Linked DNA regions of Macaca mulatta: all the other regions are linked to region 2. Evidence: chromatin contacts called from public Hi-C data. All regions are on one chromosome and are shown on one strand. Each heading gives the region's core, a stretch centred on a gene start, on an enhancer-like site or on the middle of the called end of the contact. The rest is flanking DNA. Distances are from core to core; before and after follow the strand shown. Region 1 holds the start of TSPYL1 (TSPY like 1). Region 2 holds the start of DSE (dermatan sulfate epimerase). Region 3 holds the start of CALHM6 (calcium homeostasis modulator family member 6).

Evidence for each region. A called contact is a pair of places that touch in the nucleus more often than the background predicts.
Region 1: a Hi-C map of cortical neurons shows a contact between it and region 2, with 4 times the contacts expected there. The contact joins the promoter of TSPYL1 here to the promoter of DSE in region 2. A contact is called at or near these places in 3 of 14 Hi-C or Micro-C datasets (cortical neurons, fetal cortical plate and liver).
Region 3: a Hi-C map of fetal cortical plate shows a contact between it and region 2, with 1.7 times the contacts expected there. The contact joins the promoter of CALHM6 here to the promoter of DSE in region 2. A contact is called at or near these places in 2 of 14 Hi-C or Micro-C datasets (fetal cortical plate and liver).

The regions. Positions count from the first base shown.
Region 1 is chr4:21,324,300-21,328,907 of T2T-MMU8v2.0, reverse strand. It overlaps TSPYL1 (TSPY like 1), which reads left to right and starts at 3,273. Exons shown (of 2, transcript XM_077999307.1): 1 at 3,273-4,409. The coding sequence starts at 3,375.
Region 2 is chr4:21,414,971-21,419,282 of T2T-MMU8v2.0, reverse strand. It overlaps DSE (dermatan sulfate epimerase), which reads right to left and starts at 2,073. Exons shown (of 6, transcript XM_015137544.3): 1 at 1,880-2,073. It also overlaps the pseudogene LOC106998168.
Region 3 is chr4:21,504,167-21,509,096 of T2T-MMU8v2.0, reverse strand. CALHM6 (calcium homeostasis modulator family member 6) reads right to left here and starts at 2,724. Exons shown (of 2, transcript XM_001111520.5): 1 at 1,848-2,724; 2 at 534-1,028. The coding sequence starts at 2,372. The coding sequence ends at 606.

The DNA of each region.
Region 1 (4,608 bases), core at 2,024-4,523, 92 kb after region 2:
TGTATGACTTGTTAGTTAGCCTCTCAGTGTTACTGTTTCCTCTTTTATGAAATTTGACAATTTAATGCACGTAAAATGCCTAGCACATTCTAAAGTAAGACAGGTTTTTGGTAAGCCTTAGAGAATGTGTAATATCTACCTAGAAAGAGAATTCTCAGATAGCAGGATAACCTGTGTCATGTAAAAGAAACAGATATCCTTTTTAAGCCTTTTAGATACAAAAAGGTAAACAAAAAATCCACAAGTAATAGTCCTACTATAATAAGTACAATATTCTGTGTTGAATAGCAACCACAGCTTTGCCTGTATGGCAGAATAACTCCCTGAGCACGTGAGCCTTGATGCATGTTGACATTCCTAGAGAGTTCCTCCTTCTAAGCAAAGATTCTTTCTTTAAAAAAAATAGGACATAAAGTATGCGTATTTGCTTTTCCCTCTAAAATCGTTGCCCTTTACTGACCCTTCTCCTGAGCACTTGTCCAAAAGCAATCGTAACCTGAGCTTTCCATTACCTACAAGGAATAGTTTTAATCATAATCACTTCTCTAATGTGGTTTTTCTTCTAGTATATAGAGAACATGAGATATAGTACTTCTAATTTTATCTCACATTCTCTGTATATTCAAATATTCCTTATCACAGCTTTACAAATGTTCTGACAAGAAGAGAAGGAAGAGTTCCTTTAAAGAGTCTCAATGCTATTTGGGGGAAATGACATTCAGCAGAGTCCTGATTATACTTACATGATCCTAATTAGAGTTTTCCTAGCATCATTGGTAAGAGTGTTAATTACACTAATTATATAACGGCTTCTTTGACAAAGTCATCTACATTCTAGGATTGGTCCAAGCCTGACACTCTTTTCTGCTTAAAAAACTAGAAGGCTTATTGGAATAATAAAAGTTTCCACTTTAGGCCGAATGAAATTATACCAGTTCAATATAGAAGATGATTTCACGGCAATTAGAAACAGGCTTTGTGAAAAGTTCCATTATTGCTTTTTATTTATACCAAAAGTAATTCCAGCCATGCATAACAGGCTCCATCACTTGTAGAGAAGAAAGCACTCTATATTTCTTTCGACAGAAAAGAAGTAAGGCCTGAAATGATTACCTTGACTTTTCCAGAAAGGAGAGAAGAATTGGAAATACAGTATTGGTAGTCCGAGGTTTTGATATGTAAACTCACCTAAATATACTGGTCTTTTCAGAGTTTGTCACACAGTGTGACCACAGAAACTTAAATTATTTGTAAAATAAAATTGTTTTCTCTGTGTTTTTCCTATCCTTTTAGAGCCTTTGAAGCATATATAGAAATTTATTCTCCTGAGTAAGAATCTATTACTATATACAGTAGAGCAGCTCTCTGTGTTGCCAGTGGCAGATAGGAAGGAGAGCAGGTGACAACCCATATGCCCCTTACTTGTCTTCTGCAAGCAGCAGGTTGTAAGCAAGAGAAACTGTTTTCTGCTCAGTTGCTCCTTTATTTAACATTTTAATAATCTATGGGATACTGTGCAAGGTAGTGTGCTAGGCACTCGATAAACAGAGGGAAACAAAACCATGATCTTGTCCTCTTGCAGTTTATGGTCTCCTCAGATATCATTTGTGGTATGTTTAGGCTTTAATTTTGTCTCTGTGTATTGCCTAGGTGTATATCTGGTCTTGATATTGAAAGACAGATTCAAGCTGTAATACATCACAGCTGTTGGGCAGAAACTCATGGGAAGCAATGAGCAAGGCAGAAGGGGCAAATTAGAAACAATTTGAGGCACCCATAGATGCAACCAAACCTTAATCCAAAGTGTATTCATTTAATATTGCTTCTGTAACAAATTATCACAAATTTAATAGCTTAAAATACACAAATTTATTATCTTATAGTGCTGGAGGTTAGAGGTAATAACCTCAAGGTGTTGGCATTCCTTTGGAGGCTCTAGGATAGAATCTATTTCCTTACCTTTCAAGCTTCTAGAGGCTGCCTTTATTCCTACGATCCTGGCTCCTTCCTCCATCTTCAAAGCCTGCAACATAGCGATTTCCCTTTCCTCCCTCCCCCTCCTATTCTCCACCATTCTTTCCCTCTCTCTGTGCTTTCGTCCTCTCATCTTCTCTGACCCTCCTACCTCCTTCTTATAAGAAATGTAATTCCATAGGGCCCATCTGTATAATCCAGAATCATCTTCTCATCTCCAAACCTTTAACTTAATCATATCTGCAAAGTCCCTTTAGCCACATAACTAAGACTAGTACATCTCTGAGGGCCATCAGCTTACTACCACACGAAGCAAATTAAGTAGAAAATAAGGTTTGCCTCTTTTATGCCTTGAGTCAACCAGCTGCATGTTGCCCTTTGCAAGTTTGTTTTCTACTTCAAGGCCATCTTTGTTGTCCATTTTAACTAGCCTTTCCTCACAAAATGGTGGTATGTTGCTCCCCCTACTGATATTTCTCTGAGGCCTTGTAACTCTCTAAGATAGCAGCAGTTTAACTCACAAGTCAAAAAACTGGAACACTTCAACCAGAGACATTAACATTCCCCTCTAATGAACTCTTAGCTGATTGCTAAAGACAAATGCTTCATTAGAGCCAAACATTCCTATCTTACATAACTAAATATGATAACAAATTAAGTTCATGGGGCTGGAAATAGTTATTATTTCCTCTTTCTTGCAGTGAGGAGGCATGAAACAACATTTAGCAAACTGATCCTGGCTTAATTCCTACAGATATTATGCAGCACAAACTCTTATTTGATGCAGACCATACATAAAAAATTAGCAATGAATAATAAGCATCGCTTTAGTGGTAAGGAAGCTGAGTAGCTTTTTTTCCCCCAGTAATCGTAGAGGCTAGACTTGACATTTTTATGTCACTTTTACTTAGAAGGGGGGAAACATTAGTTACTCCACGTAACCAGGAGCAAAATACTTCTTTTTAAGATTAATAGCCTCAAAAAAGTGAAGACCAGAAAAACACTTGTTTTCAGACACTGGAGAGCAGGCACTGTTACGGCTGTGATTTTACAACCGCTCCTACATGCTGGGAGAAGTCTCCAGATGCATCTCAAGGTGGGTCGTCAGTGCTTTCAGACTCAGCACAATCTACATACATTTACGTAGTTAAAATTACTGTTGCTATGGGTAAATTCACAGAAGTAAAGCCCAGAGAATCCGGTTGGCTGGCAGGGAGCGGCGGAACCAATCCCGGGCTCAGCAAGTTCTCGCGATACCGTGAGATCTGCATCCCTGACGACACCGCCGCGGAGATGTTAGTGAGACTGGCGGGTGGGCGGTGCGAGCGGCGGTTAGCTCCGAGCTCGGCTTCTCTGAGGAAAACGGGCGTTCACCTGCGGTTGGTCCGACTGTTACCAACATGAGCGGCGTGGATGGGGTCGAGAGGACCCCTCCCCTCCAAACCCACAGCATCATTATTTCTGACCACGTCCCGAGCGACCCGGACGCACACCAGTGCCTGAAGCTCCGCGACCAAAGCGAGACGACACAGGTGATGGCGGAGCCGGGTGAGGGAGGCTCGGAGACCATCGCGCTCCCGCCTCCACAGCCTTCAGAGGAGGGGGGCGTACCTCAGGATCCCGCGGGCCGTGGCAGTACTCCCCAGATCCGAGTTATTGGGGGTCGCGGTCATGTGGCGATCAAAGCCGGGCAGGAAGAGGGCCAGCCTCCCGCTGAGGGCCTGGCAGCCGCTTCTGTGGTGGTGGTGGCAGTGGACCGCAGCTTGAAAAAGGGCGTTCAGGGTGGAGAGAAGGCCCTAGAAATCTATGGCGCCGAGAGATCCGCGTCTGAGCTGCCGGCGGGGGCGGGGGCCGAGAACGACACCGAGGAGGTGAAGACAGGAAAGTGCGCCACTGTCTCAGCAGCCGTGGCTGAGGGGGAGAGCGCTGAGGTGGTGGTGAAGGAAGGCCTGGCGGAGAAGGAGGTAGTGGAGGAGCAGATGGAGGTAGAGGAGCAGCTGCCGGAAGGTGAAGAAATAGAAGTGGCGGAGGAAGATAGAGTGGAGGAGGAGGCGAGGGAGGAGGAAGGGCCCTGGCCTCTGCATGAGGCTCTCCGCATGGACCCTCTGGAGGCCATCCAGCTGGAACTGGACACTGTGAATGCTCAGGCCGACAGGGCCTTCCAACAGCTGGAGCACAAGTTTGGGCGGATGCGTCGACACTACCTGGAGCGGAGGAACTACATCATTCAGAATATCCCGGGCTTCTGGATGACGGCTTTTCGAAACCATCCCCAGTTGTCCGCCATGATTAGGGGCCAAGATGCAGAGATGTTAAGGTACATAACCAATTTAGAGGTGAAGGAACTCAGACACCCTAGAACCGGCTGCAAGTTCAAGTTCTTCTTTAGAAGAAACCCCTACTTCAGAAACAAGCTGATTGTCAAGGAATATGAGGTAAGATCCTCCGGCCGGGTGGTGTCTCTTTCTACTCCAATTATATGGCGCAGGGGGCATGAACCCCAGTCCTTCATTCGCAGAAACCAAGACCTCATCTGCAGCTTCTTCACCTGGTTTTCAGACCACAGCCTTCCAGAGTCCGACAAAATTGCTGAGATTATTAAAGAGGATCTGTGGCCAAATCCACTGCAATACT
Region 2 (4,312 bases), core at 824-3,323:
ACCTCTGCCTCCCGGGTTCAAAAGATTCTTCTGCCTCAGCCTCCCAAGTAACTGGTACTACAGGCGCGTGCCACGATGCCCAGCTAAGTTTTGTTTTGTTTTTTTTTTTTGTATTTTTAGTAGAGACAGGTTTCCCCATATGGGCCAGGCTGGTCTCTAACTCCTGACCTCGTGATCTGCCCTGGGCCTCCCAAAGTGCTGGGATTACAGGCGTGAGCCACCGCGCCCGGCCTTTTTTTTTTTTTTTTTTTTTTTAGAATTCCCCTTTACTTGGTGACTGTACTTTCAGTATTTTTTAATTTGTCAAAATGTACTTTGTAGGCCAGTGTTTTTATTTAACAAAAACTTCATAAAAACTGATACTGACATCATATACATGTCAATGAAAAATAACTCTTCCCAAGTTCAAACTTGGGAAGTGCTGCTTATTGATGTTTCTCAGGTTCTGTATTAGTAGCTCCAAGAGAGCTAAGGCTGATCTCATATACCTCTGTATGTAAGCACTATCTTGCACATTTTGCTGAACCCAGAGGGGTCACTAGGTGATGGAGACATCAAATTCAATCTGTTATCTTCTCCATTTTTACTAGAACAGTCCTTACCAACATACTTCAAAAAAGAACTTGTATCTGTATCCTGACCGTCAAAGGAAGAGGTCACGATACGGAAATCTAAGTATTTGCATGAAACAAATACTCAGATAATCCTATATTTTCTTCCATGCACATTAGGGTTTTTGTGATCCCATTTAGCAATATAGTTAGAATACACTATACAATATTGTATATCACTTTCACATAGAGATTATCATTGAGAATTTTTTTAAAAACTTGAGAGAATTACTGAAAGTTTAAATTCCATAATGTGAAAAATACTGAAAATATGTATAAGTGAGAAGATCTTTCACACATTTAACAAGGCTAAACCATGACTTTCTAAACCATGACCAGTGAAAACTTAAAAAAAAAAAAAACTTTATTACACGAAGATTCCTAGAACTAAACGCGTCATTGCCTGACCTAAAGAATTTCAGGTAAGTGAGGTTCACCATCCTGATTTTAACCAAAGGCTTCGGTTTCCATCTGAATGCCAGCCAGCTTAAGAGGAGGCTGCTGCCTTAAAGGAGCGATGAAAACGAAGAAGTTCTCAGGTCACAAACTTAGCTCAGATTCCAGCCCCGACAGATCTTGAGCCCATGTGGTATCACTTTCAGAGCTTCCCAGTCCGTGAGTCAAGCCCCCGCCCCCTCCTCTCCCCGGGACTGCCTCGGGGGCTGAGGTTTACTAACAATTTCTCCGAGTGCCGGCGGAGCCAAGGAGCGCTGGAATCCAGCGTCTGGAGAGGCTTGGGAAGCTCTTCCTCGGCTTCCGCAGCCGCAAAGTAGGGCTGCCAGCGCCAGGATCGGCACACACGCCACCGCCACCTCCCCCAACCTCCAAATGGCTGGGATACGGAGGGAAAGGAGGACGCGAGGGTGTGCCACCCAACCCCGCAGAGTGAAGTCGAGGCCCCATGGACCGTCGAGGAAATCGCGGCTGGGCCGCCCTGATCCGACGCACTGAATGCGATCTCCAGGTTCTCATCGTGTTCCCGGCTCAGTGCTCGCGTTCAAGGGGGTGGGGAGGGGCGAAAAGCTGCCCCTCGAGGCTGCTCAGCCGCTGGGGAAGTCCGTGGCTCAGTCTTCACGCGTCAGGCGCTCTCTCGGAGCCCAGCCGAGCCGGGCCCGGGCGCGCAGCCCGCGGCGCTCCGCTCTCAGCCGGGGACGTGGCTCTCCGTCTCCTGCCCGTGCCGGGCCAGCCCCACAGGCTACCCGCCCGAAACTCCAGAAGAAAGTTGCGCCGCGCGCCCCAGCTCGCCCCTTGCGCGCCCCTCCGCTTACCGCTCCCCGCCGAGGCTTCGTTCTTTCCGGCGTCGCCTCCGCAGCCTCCAGAGCCAGCTCCTGGCCCTCCTCACACCAGGGCGCCCGGGCTCCCGGCCCTTTCCGAACCGAGCCTTCCGCGCCACCGCCGCGCCATGGGTGCTGGTGGGCGCCGCGCCCCGGGATGCGCTGCTGTAGCCTCGGGCGGCGCTACTGAGAGCCGGGCCGGCGCGGGCGGGTAGGTGTGGGCGAAAGGGGCGGAGGGAGGGACGCGGCGGGCGCTGAGGCTCCGCTGGAGGGGGGAGGAAACCGCAACGTCACCAGAGCCCGAGGAGGCGAGGATGAGGAGGGGGAAACGGGGACCCCCTCTCCCGGCCGAACCCCGACCGCAGGCCCGCCCCGCTTTCTCCCGCTCCTCCTCTCCCGGGACTCACGGCTCGCAGCTGTGCTCGGCCTTCCACGCCACCCGGCCCGGACTCCACCCGCACCCCTGCCCGCCAGGCCTCTTTGGCTCTAACTTGTTCTAGTTTCTTAGGACTCAAACGCTTCAGGTTCGAGAATCACACCCAAAGGAAAGGTAACTTTTGGAGGCCCAGGGGGAGGAGCTGATGCTTACACACAACTCTGGGAGAGGAAAGCGAGGAAGACGTTAAGAATCTTACTACCCGGGCTGGTGCCCACTGCAGTCTGCTCCTCCCGAATAGTTACTGCCTCTTTTCTCTCGAATTTCAGTTTACTCTCTTCCCAAAGAGAAGTTAGTTGGGGGGCGGGGGGGGAGCAGGGTTTGGAGGGGGATCGCCTATAGAGAAGCAGTTCTCTTTTTTACTTTACCAACAAAATACACTAAATCCAAGCGCACCGAACCCTGCAAACGGAACAGATTTTAATCATAGAAGGTCAGGAGCAAAGCATTTAATGTAGGCAGCTCACAAACGGAAATTTATCTTACGCAGTGGGGGGTGTGAGAGAGAGAGAGAGATCGCTCATGCACCCAAGTTCAGGTGGAGCATTTGCAACTTTGGTAGTCACAGCCTCTTGGAGAAGAGTCCTCCTGTTTTCCAAAAATCAGCCACTGGGCTCAAACACACTCAGCCAGGTCCAACCAGGCCCCAAGGAGATGACAGGTATGATCAGGGCCATTACCTCAGGAATACTTCCCCCACCCTCCACCTCCACCCAGTGTGTTCATGTAACCTACCAGACCTAGATTGTACCGAAGTGAAAGATTTGTAGGCTACTTACCCATTCATTAGAATGGGAGATATTTTACTGGGAGCAGTGCTTTCCTCCATGAATTCTGAAGGGTACCTCCATCCAATTCCCCTGACCTCAGAGGTTCTCACTTCTATTTGGCCAAATACAGAAAAAATGTGGATGTCTCAGTTTATGCTTCTCTTTTTCAGAAATTGCATTTAAGAGGAACTCCTTACAAACAGGCCAAGAGGAAGTGATACTATTAAATTTTTTAAATGTTCGCTCAGGTAAATCACTAATTTGCATAAACTAGATGCTTTAGGGAAGGTCTGTGGAGGAGAGAAGAGGACTCTGGAAACTGGAATTAATTTTTGGTTCAAATCCAAACTTTGCTTTTACTACTGTGGGCCTTGGAAAACTAACATCAGAGCCTCAGTTTCCTCATCTATAGTGTAACGATATAATACCTCGTTTGAACAGTTATGGAGAGGATACAATAAAAATAGCTAATGTTTATTGAGAGTTTACTACACCATATCAGACGGTCACTATGCTAAGAGATTTACATATACTAATGCAATTATTAGAACAAATTGTGAAAGTGTCTAACTATACTATGTAATCCGTGTTAATTTCCATTTATCTTCTCAAATTTGAAAGAGACTTTAGAAAAAACATCTGGTTTAATTTACTTAACCTCTCAGCAAGTAGTAGTCTAGTTCAGTGATTCTCCAACCTGGAACTTTAGAATCAGCAGGGGAGCTATAATAAATTCTTTCTAATGGGAACCCCCACCCAAGAACAACAAATCAGAATCTCTGAGGTTAGGGTCTAAGCATCAGCATCCGCATTTTAAAATCTCTTCCCAGATGATGACAGTGTACAACCAGGATTGAGAATTCTTCAAAGGAGGCAGTACTCACTGTCATTTGCTCCCCTTTACCCTCACACCCCCACAATTTTGCTTTTGAGTGACCTGTGAATTGGCCTCTGGATGACATTCACTTTGTGCAAAGCACACCCCTCCCCTGCCCCGCTCACTCCATTACAGTAAATCTCAACAGATCTGCTATTCTGCTCTCTGGAATCTACAGGATACACCTAGCCTTGATTCCACGGGAGAATACTTCAATTTACCTGGGTACATATTCACTCCATCAGCTTTTCTTCATCCATTAAGAAAGCTCTCAGGAGGAGATTTACTTTGCCAACATCTCTCTCAAACCTTGATGCCAATAATTGAATTCAAGGTTTCACCCA
Region 3 (4,930 bases), core at 1,475-3,974, 89 kb before region 2:
ATAAGTTTTAACTTTCCCTCTGATCCTATAAACTAAAAACAACAGTTGTTGCCTGCAATTCTTAACTACTTTTTCTAATTCCATATTTTAAAAAGTTTATTTTCCTTTTCATGATTAATTTATTATTGTAACCCCATTAGAGTCACAAAATGCTCTAATTTTTGAATGCCCACAGCAGGTTCGGCTAGAAGCCCAATGTGCCATCCATTGTGCTATAGAACCAGTTAGAATGCCATAATCTTAAAGTTCCTAACAAGATGTTGTAGGCAAGAAAATGAACTTGAAATTAACATCAGATAACCTAAAAGAAATGTCTGAAGTTCAATTGTTCTGTCACTGTTTTTGCTCCAAAAGTCTTTTATTTGAAAAGGACTCTAGAACAAGGATATAAGACTTATTTTAGTCCTAGTTTTTACTTTGGATGAATCATTTTCTTTTTTTGTTTGTTTTAAATAATATTATAAAGAGGTTAAGCTCTATATTTTAATTTCATATATAAAATTCCACAATTTGGAAGAAAAAAAGCAGTCCTAAAAATATCAATGTTTATTTTTTCATAAAGCAATAATTCAAAACGACTTTTTTTTTTCTATGCATTCAGAAGGTCATAACCCAGGAGTGCTGTTTATACTAGATGAATCTACAAAGCCAAGAACAGGAATCACTGTATCTCCTTCAGTAGACCTGATACTGTGAGTCTTCTCTTTTCTGTTAACATATTTGTGCAACATGCTGTAGTACGGGTCCTTCTGATTGAAAGTATACAGTGATGAAATTTGCTGCCACTCTTTAACGCTCGGAGTGTTACATTCTTTCGGATGGGAGCCCTCAAAGAAACATTTAACATTCTCTTTTGCCAATTCAGTTGCATGCTCTGTGGCTTTACTTTTAAGGATCTGCTGCTCCTGTTCCAAATAGATTTTCCAGAATTTCAGCTGCAGAAAACTAACTGGAGACAGGCATCGGCTGACACATGTAAAAATCAGAAGGACGATGATAACAGCTGCTATCAAGATCCAGCCCAACACCTTAAGAAAACACAAAATAGTAATTTAGTTACTTTTTTTTTTTTTTACAAGAAATTTAAAAATGCTCAGATAAAGCTTCAACTACTCTCCAGTTACGACGATGAACAAGCAACAGTTTTAGGTCTTAATTCCTTAAGAGTAAGGTGTCGCAGTAACCTCCCTCGACCCCCAGTACAACTGCTTGCTTGAAAGGTCAACTCTAGTCCAAGTTATGCACTGTGATTCTGCCCAGGGAGGAGCCCATACCACTCCCTTAGAATTCAAAACGTGGAACTTCTGCAAATCCTGGGAAAGAAGTGTTCATTTTAAAGAACTTCTGAGCTTTCTAAGTCCAGATGCAATGTGGGGTGCTGGCTTTACAGCCAGACAGACCCATTTTATTGTATAGACGCCTTTAATTGTAACAATTCTTCTGCTTTCTACTGACTGGGCAAACTACTTAGACTCAGTGAAGTCGCTATATAGTGGAGATATGAAACTATTACTTGTAATGGCAAAACCGCTGTTGTGAGGCGTAAAAATAATGCAGGCGGTCAAGGGCCTAGCGCAATATCTGGCACAGAGTAGGTGTGCCCACTCTCACTCCCACTTTCCACGATTCATGTACAGTGGCAGATACTACAGGAATGCTTTTTTCTCCTTTTCATGCGTTTTATTTAGATATTCGTTTGACGGCAAATTAGATGCAAGGAGCCATTCTAGATTTTCTTAGGCATTGAATATCTGGAGAAAAGTCACCGACTTTTCCCTCACCCCAGACGCCCAGCGAAATCTCGGCCCCTCGGCTCTCCCCAAACGCCCCCAGTGCCAGCGGCAGACCTGCGACTGAGCCTTCAGATCCTTCAGGAGGTCCTGCACGTCCGACGCCTTGGCCTCGTGGCAGGGCACCAGCGGCAGCTCCGCGGCGCAGTTGTGGTCGCGGTCGAGGCACAGGCGCTGCGCTAAGACCGCACTCCCGCTGGCCGCGCACTCGTAAAAGGCGCCCCCGAGCAGCGCCACGGCCACCCAAGTGAGGGGCGCGAGCGCGGCGGCCGCGCTGAGCTGCGCGCACACCAGGGAGCCGCGCAGCCCAGATCCGCAACTCGCGCGGGCTCTGCAGCCGCAGCCGGTGATCAGGCGCCACGTGCGTGCGCTCAACACATAGCCCAAGAGGAAGAGCGCGAGCGCCGGCACCAGCAAGAAGACCAGGCCGTAGGGCAGGTTCCAGGCGGCGCTGCACGGGCACTGGAACACCACGGTGGAGAAAATGCGCTCCCCGCCCGCCGTCAGCAGGGTCACCAGGCCGTAGCCCAGGGCGCTGTGGTGCTTGAGGTGCAGGTCCAGCACTGCCCGAAACTTCTCCATGAGCCTCGTCCCCCGGGACGTCGCGGACAGGCCCTGATCCTTCTGCCTCTTCGCTGTCCTGCTTGTCAAATGGTTTTGGTGGACTGGGGACCGGGGCTTTCCACTCTGCGAGAAGCAACTCTTTTAAAAGGGAAGAGGGCTTCTCAGACCTTCCTAAAGTTTCACTTTCTCATTTCAGCCACACCAGTTCTGGTTAACGAAGAGAACCAGGCAAACAGACACCCCCTGGCCCCTTGACCTCTCTGGCGCCCACCCCGTTCCAAAGGCAGAGGCACCAGTTATCTTCCTCCCCCAATTCAGGAACTCTGACAGAAGATTGACCTTGTTCCTTTGTTACCACCAATCTGACAACGAACCAGGAAACTACCTTCTTGACCCACAGCCACCAGTTGGGAAAACTGGGAAATACCAGATTTTCCTCTATTGCAGCCACCCTAGTCACTAAGCCAGATCACAGTAAAACCAAATAATTATCGAAAAACTGACTACTTACGGGAAACATTATTCAAGGACAAATTTCTGGTTCCTCCTTCATAAGCTAAATCATAGCAAAGTCCAGCTCAAGTTCTGGTACTTCTATAACGTGCGGCACGCTTTCTGTCTCCCTCCTGGACAGAACCACCAGCCTAGTTCACACTGACTCTTCTCTCCTCTACCTGATCTCCTTCAGGGCATTAGAGCAAATATACTGTATTGATTTACTCATCAATACAATGTCATTTTCTTTCAGGTATGTCATAACACGGTCAGTGTTATAGGAGGGTAAAATTCTGACTCTGACCACCAAGCTGATCAGCACAGAAGGGGATACATGATTGTTCAAAGAATACTAGTTGAACCCAAAATTGCAAACTGCAGCTACATCTATCTAATGTTGTTGTTTCCTCCACCTTCAGTTTTCTGAAGGCAGCATTGTTCTGACACAAACACTGTAACCACTTTTGTGATATTGAGTCTTACTCTGTGTGACTCCAGAGTAGGTTACAGTGAGCTGAGGTGTGCTTGAAAGAACATGGAGTTTGAAGTCAAGCACATCGTGTCTGTGGTGTATTTAACAAGTAGGCCCCTCTGAGACACAGCATCCTTATTTGTAAAAGAAGGATAACAGTGCCCACTTTTCAAGATTATTGATATGAGTAGATTGAGCAGCATATGTAAAGTGTCTTTACCTATAGGGTATGTCTGTTAAATGAATGCTCAGTGTGAGAGTTTACCCCTTACAATGCAATTTGAGGAATAGACAACAAATAATTACATTGTACATAACTTAACAATCTTGATGAATACTGAATTTTGAATTTTAAACCGTGGATCAATTCAGTGGGTAGTATTAAGTGACTCAATATGACTCTGCTACCTTAAGAGAATTGGTGTACACCTTAGCTGTCTGCTTCACCACAAGCAGGGTATCTGGATATGGAGCTTGGGCGGGCAGTTCACAATGAAATGGTTCTTATTGGTGCCCATCCACTAGGCTTGCCTTATTTTATCTGGGAAGAATAGGTAGCCCGTGGAACCAAATGAATTGTTAGAGAAGGGACAAGAAATTTATTATTATTTTCTTAGTCTAACTTGCCTTCTTAACTACTCTCCCTCCAACACCACCAGCAGGGTGCCTAGCATAGTGCCAAAAGCTGTCATTCCATAGTGGTGTGGTAAATAGATATCTTTTTCTGTGTGTTTAGAGGCTAACCCCAGATGAGGGTCTTCATGGTCATGCAGGAAAGTTGGAGCCCTCTTCTCTGAGTTTAGACCAGATACTACCAGGCTTCCTGTCAACTTGCAGCAAAGTTGCATGTTTGAAGCAAATCACTTCTGCTATGACCATTATCTTTGTAATTTTTCATCTCCCAAGATAAACTTCTTCCCTTGTGCCTTGAGTAACTCTCCTCCTACTGCTGCACTCTTCTTCACCTCTACCATAATACTCTATTGTGTCCTCTCTCCTCCACCCTTCCCATATTCCATCATGCACGAACATCAGTATATCCACAACCTTTGTGCAAATGGCTTTATCCAAATCTCCTCTAACTGAAACCTAATAAAAATGCACCCTTCTGTCTTCTTGAGTGAGATTAATTTATTCTCCCACATCTCTCAAACCAAGAGGGATGGCTGGCATTTTCCTGGTTACCTACTGATAGCCATCCCAGGGTTTTATCACTGTGCTGTAATAGTTTATCATCCACTAAGGCTCAATCTAATCAGCACCATCTCCTCCTTCACCTCATTCCTATGGTCTGGTTTTGTTCCCTTCATTTATTAAGACTCTAATGAAGTCCATCACCTTCTCTTCTCTGGCTTCTGGTATTTAGTCAATGATTTGTTTGAAATATGTTTACTTACAGAAACTTTAATCTATCAGCCCCCTCCCCCAAATAGATTAATTCGTTTGTTAACCAGTTATTAATTAGTTCATTTGTTCATTCAGTCATTCATTTAGATGTTTAATAAACACTCAGAACATGTCAGGTATCTATCAAAAGTACTTGGAATTGCTGGATACAACAAGGAAGAAGACACAGGTATCCAGCCATCTTTGAACTTATAGTAGAGAT